2 separate regions of the Mus musculus genome follow, and region 1 is linked to region 2. The links are chromatin contacts, called in public HiChIP or PLAC-seq maps. All regions are on one chromosome and are shown on one strand. Each heading gives the region's core, a stretch centred on a gene start, on an enhancer-like site or on the middle of the called end of the contact. The rest is flanking DNA. Distances are from core to core; before and after follow the strand shown.

Region 1 (2,700 bases), core at 93-2,592, 510 kb before region 2:
AATGTGGTGAGAGCAGGCAGGCTGAGCTACGGAAAGGCCTCATTTCAGGAAAACATACTCACATGCTCCAACGGGGAGTTAGGCAGGGGGGGTCTCAGTGCCTGGGCCCCTCTCCACTCCCAACCGTGAAGGGCTCCTCTTAACCAAGCAGGGTGGGGCTGATCTTCAGACAGGAAGCCACATCCAATCCCTGCCTTCTGGGGTTAGAGACCCCTGAAGAGGATGCTTGCAGAATGGATTATCATACACATGCAGAGAAAAGAGATCAAATCTGGTGTGGGGGCAAATATTGTTGTCCCAGCACTTGGGAGGAAGCACCAATGGATCAGAGAGTTCAAGGTCATCGTCTGCTATATAGTAAATTAGGGGTCAAGCTGGACTACAAGAGACCCTATATTAAAACCAGTCAGCCATCCAGCAAGCTAATATCAGAGGAGAGTGACAGGGGTCAACAGAGGGTAAGAACTGGCATACTACAGAGGACAGGGACAAGCAGGCTCAGTCAGAACCATGCAGTCAGCCCAGGAAACTAATAAGACTGTGGCCTCTTTAGGGACCCACAAAGGCCTGGGTGCCATCAGCACAAACAGAGGCAAGGGTGCGTTCAAGGAGGTCGAAGGCTCCTATGGATGAAGGACTCCATAGTAGGGCGTTCAGACTCAGCACACAGGAGGTGGGCAAGGATGAGAAGCAAAGATGTCTGGTTTTGACACGGTCCCTCGGGCATCTGAGGAAGATGCTTTGACCACCATCAAGTGGTCTGTGGGTGGAAAGAGATGAGGCAGAACTGTGAAGACATAGTGGAGGAAGACCCTCATAGGTGCCAGGGGGAGGGGCTGCACGCGGGGACACCGAGGAAAAGAGACAGGCAGTCTTTGTCTCCGCTGGGGAAGGGAATGAGGAAGAGGAAAGCCAGGAGATACCTCCTGGGTGACTGTCTAGGCCACGGGCACAGAGCAGGTGGTATCCCAGGAACATGCAAAGAGCCTGGCTTGTCTGCAGACATGCGACTTCAGTGAGGATTGATAGAACATGTGTGTACTGCAGGCTCACTAAGTGCTTGGCCAGAGTCCGCTTTCACCGGCAAAGCAATTGATGATCTAGACCACCCTCCAGGCCTTTGCCCAGCCTTCCCGGAAGAAGTGGTTCTGCTGAGACTTTTGCCAGAAAGACCCCGAAGCACACTGATACCCTCAAACATTCATCCCCAGGAGCCCAAGCCATCAGGGCGCCCCAGAGCTGAACAGAAAGAGAACACAAGCTGTCGTCAACACAGGAAAAACCCAGGCTTCCTGTTTGAACTTGGGCAGGCACTGGAAGCTGTGAGTGATGTTAGAGTGGCCTGCGGTGGGGGCTTCTCACAGTGGCTGTGAAGCCTGACTTCCAGCTGCTTGCAGGGTGTGCGGGGCCCAGTGGGCGTGTGGCCGGGTAGAAGGATCGCTGCATCCACACAGGCAGGCCACAGGCCAGGTGACATCAAAGCCAGCTGAGCTGCGGTCTCTCAAAGGCTGCTCATTGTGGTCGGTCGCCCTCGATAAGAATGCGCCATCAGAGATGGAGGGCATCTGTAGTCACAGTCCCCACTGGCCCTCATTTAAAAGAAGAAAAAAAAAAGTAAGCCATTGCTAGGTCCTTGGAAACTGGTGGTGTCCTCTTTTGCCCTACTTGAGGTCAAGGGGTCCGCTCTGTACAAGAACGTTGCTGTTGGCATAAGCTTCCTGAGGGACCATGGATAGGGGCTCCTCTCCTCTCCTCTCCCAGTTTCAAACCCATGAAAGAAAAAGAGTCCTATAGAAACTTCCAGGTTAGGCTCCCCAATAGGGCAAGTGTTGGGCACCAGCAGCTGACTTAACTGTGGCCCTATCCTGTATACACAGAGTGAGCTAATAGCTTTACCCCATTTATTTATTTATTTATTTATTTATTTATTTATAGACAGTGTTTCTTTTCTTGTCGTTCTCTTTTTCTTTTTTCATTTGTTTTGGTTTTGGGTTTTCAAGACAGGGTTTCTCCGTGTACTCCTGGCTATCCTGGAATTTACTCTGTAGACCAGATTGGCCTTAGACTCAGAGATCCATCTGCCTTTGCCTCCTGAGTGCTGGGATTGAAGGCGAGTGCTACCACAGCCCAACAAAGACAGTTTCCTTAAAGAGAAAAACTTTCAAATTTCATTTCTTTTTTTTTTCCATTTTTTATTAGGTATTTAGCTCATTTACATTTCCAATGCTATACCAAAAATCCCCCATACCCACCCACCCCCACTCCCCTACCCACCCACTCACCCTTTTTGGCCCTGGCGTTCCCCTGTACTGGGGCATATAAAGTTTGCGTGTCCAATGGGCCTCTCTTTGCAGTGATGGCCGACTAGGCCATCTTTTGATACATATGCAGCTAGAGTCAAGAGCTCCGGGGTACTGGTTAGTTCATAATGTTGTTCCACCTATAGGGTTGCAGATCCCTTTAGCTCCTTGGGTACTTTCTCTAGCTCCTCCATTGGGAGCCCTGTGATCCATCCAATAGCTGACTGTGAGCATCCACTTCTGTGTTTGCTAGGCCCCGGCATAGTCTCACAAGAGACAGCTATATCTGGGTCCTTTCGATAAAATCTTGCTAGTGTATGCAATGGTGTCAGCGTTTGGAAGCTGATTATGGGGTGGATCCCTGGATATGGCAGTCTCTACATGGTCCATCCTTTAGTCT
Region 2 (2,700 bases), core at 189-2,688:
ATCAGTTGTTTGGGATATTGGGCTGCAAAGACGTAGCTCTTGCCTCCAGCCACAGCTTCTGGCCACTCCTTGCTGAAGAATCATCTTCCTGTCTCCAGAAAGGTCTTGGCTGTTGTTATAAAGGATTGTTTTCCAAGACAAAGGGCTGCTGCCTTCAGACATGCTGATGGGTTTCTCTGCAAAATATCATTAAACAACCAAAGGCATAGCTGAGCTTGTTGGCTGTTGAGGTTTCCCCATGGGAGGAGGGATGGAGGGTCTTGGGACCTTCACCTGACTATCCAGATACTCCTTCTAGCTGATCATAATTGTGTTCTTTCCTAACTGTGTGTGGCCTTGGGGGTTTCAGGAGGGGCTTGGAAGACCTGAAAGAAGGGGGCTCCATGTATACAACCACAGAAGCCATTCATTTTTGTGCCCACCTTCTAGTGCCGCTTCTCAGAGATCACCCATACTCCTTTGCAACCCCCTCATCCTTACTCTGTGAGTAACTTTAGTGAAGTCATTGGCTCCCTAGGCTGAACTTTGGTGGAATCCAACTTTGGCTAGTTTGTGGGAGCTAAGGAGGAGCAGGGTAGACGATTCCTAATCCCCACCCCTCAATTCTCTCACATATGATACAGGACACTGAGACAGAAATTGTACTTGGAGGCCATAAGACTTACTAAATGCCATGGACAGTCAGACGGCTCTGAAGAGAGGGAGTCAGAGCCCATGTGGCAGAAGTGGGTGTCTCTTGTTTACTTGTTTTTGGAGACAGGGTTTCTCTGTGTGGCCCTGGCGGTCCTGGAACTCACTGTGTGTCAGGCTGGCCTCAGACCCACAGAGAGATATCTGCCGCTACCTCCTGAGTGCTGGACTTAAAAGTAAGCACCACCACCGTGCGGCTTTCTTACAACTTTCTAAGGAGAGAAGTTGGACCACACAAGCCTGTAGCCAGGCTCTCCAATCCCGGGCAGGAGGAAGAGAAAGGGGGTGGGGAGTGGGGCGTGCGGCCAGAATGCCTCCTCTGAGTTAAATTCAACTCCCCAGGTGAGACTCTTCGTCCTAACTAGAGACTCCACAGTGTCCCCAGCTGGGCACCTGCCAGGATCCGTGGGCGGACAAGGCTGCTGTAGGTATGTGTTGGCCTAAGCAACAGCTGAAGGGGTTTTTTTAGGTACTATTTATTTTTATTTCATGTGTATGAGTGTTTTGCCCTCATGTACGTGCACCTGTACGTGCTTGGTGTCAGGTTACTTCCTGTAGAGAGGTTGAAGGGGGTAAGAGCGAGGTTTGGTCGGACCTTAAGTGAGACCGTGTTTATTCACAGTGAAGAAGCATTTCATCACCCACGTCTGGGTGGCCAAAATGCCTACAGAAGACAGTACTCCAGTTCCTTGTGAGGCGGAAACAACTACCAGCTACATTGTAGTCCCACCCTTCCAGGAACTCCTTGGTCTGGCTGCAAGGGACGATGGGAAATGTAGTCTTTTGGCAGGAAACTCTCACTTGATGTTCACAGAAACCTGAGAACTGAAGTGGATGTTGGACTCTTTAGTGCCAGAACCAAGAGCAGCAAGTTCACTTAAGCACTGAGCCTTCTCTTCAGTTCCAGCAGCTGGAACCCTCCCTCTCTCCCCATAAGGTCTCACTCAGGCTAGTCTTTTTTTTTTTTTTTTAAGATTCATTTATTTATTTAAAGTACGTGAGTACACTGTAGCTGTCTAAAGACACCCCAGAAGAGGGCATCAGATCCCATTACAGATGGTTGTGAGCCATCATGTGGTTGCTGGGAATTGAACTGAGGACCTCTGGAAGGGCAGTCAGTGCTCTTAACCTCTGAGCCATTTCTCCAGCCCATCAGGCTAGTCTTAAACTTGTGGCAATACTGGGATTGTGAGTAGAGTAATTCTGGTCAAAGCCTGAGCTCTGACAGGGCTAACACCACAGGCTCTGCCACTCATCCACAGTACATTAAATACATAGACATTAGTGAAAACAGACAAAGGAGATTTAGTTGGTGTGGCCACATTGGGAAGAGAAGCAGATAGAGAGCTTTAGTGACCTCCACCCCCAGCCCAAAATCCATCTTCAGCCCTGACATGAGGTTTAGGTTTGAATAGAAAGCAAGAAGGAAGCATGCTTAACTAAGCCATTGTGGTCAAAGTGTGGTCCACCCATCCCTGACCCATCATTGTCTGTCCTCTCAGGTGGGCTAACAGTTGTCAGAATTAAATCTCTCTCCAGGAGGCAAGTTCTTCCTTCAGCCAGCACCAGGGCTTGCAACCTTTTCCTTCTTGGGACCCTTGTTTCATTTGTTTCAATAGCCTGAGAGTAGTCAGAGACGAGTCTCTAGACCAGCTTCACCTGTAAAGACTGTTAGGGTCACAGGATTACAATCGTGAGCTGCCAGCCTCCCAAATGCATCCTATTCACGATCCTCTAGGGTCCTCACAGCATAAACATCTAGTCCAGTTCAGTTTGACTAGGCAGCCATGAAGCAATTTTCTAACAGTCGAAGCATCTTGCCGCCACCTTTCTGAATGCAGTCATTTCCAGGGTGACCTTTCCTGTGCCTCTACTATACCCTGCACATGGGATGGACTGCACCATCTTGTTCAGGCCTAGCCAGTCCCAGGCCAGGGGTTAATATGAAGACTGGTCAGATATGATCTCAGCTGTATCAAGAGTCTCACCTCAGGGCTCAGTCAGGTGCTT

Evidence for each region. HiChIP or PLAC-seq counts read pairs in DNA pulled down with a chosen protein or histone mark.
Region 1: a contact with region 2 is called in an H3K27ac HiChIP or PLAC-seq map of embryonic stem cells, with 5 read pairs. The contact joins two enhancer-like sites. A contact is called at or near these places in 3 of 115 datasets of contacts at active chromatin or transcription factors (embryonic stem cells and large pre-B cells) and 1 of 9 other capture datasets (embryonic stem cells).

The regions. Positions count from the first base shown.
Region 1 is chr11:52,317,318-52,320,017 of GRCm38.p6, reverse strand. Gm30217 (a long non-coding RNA gene) reads right to left here. Exons shown (of 3, transcript XR_388631.3): 3 at 1,298-1,589. Among named protein-coding and RNA genes, the nearest start is that of Gm30217, 11 kb to the right of the region's middle. Within about 2 kb of position 1,342, at least 69 of the 459 cell types and tissues checked have an H3K27ac peak or open chromatin away from gene starts, as enhancers often do.
Region 2 is chr11:51,804,104-51,806,803 of GRCm38.p6, reverse strand. No RefSeq gene overlaps it. Among named protein-coding and RNA genes, the nearest start is that of Sar1b, 42 kb to the right of the region's middle. Within about 2 kb of position 1,438, at least 254 of the 459 cell types and tissues checked have an H3K27ac peak or open chromatin away from gene starts, as enhancers often do.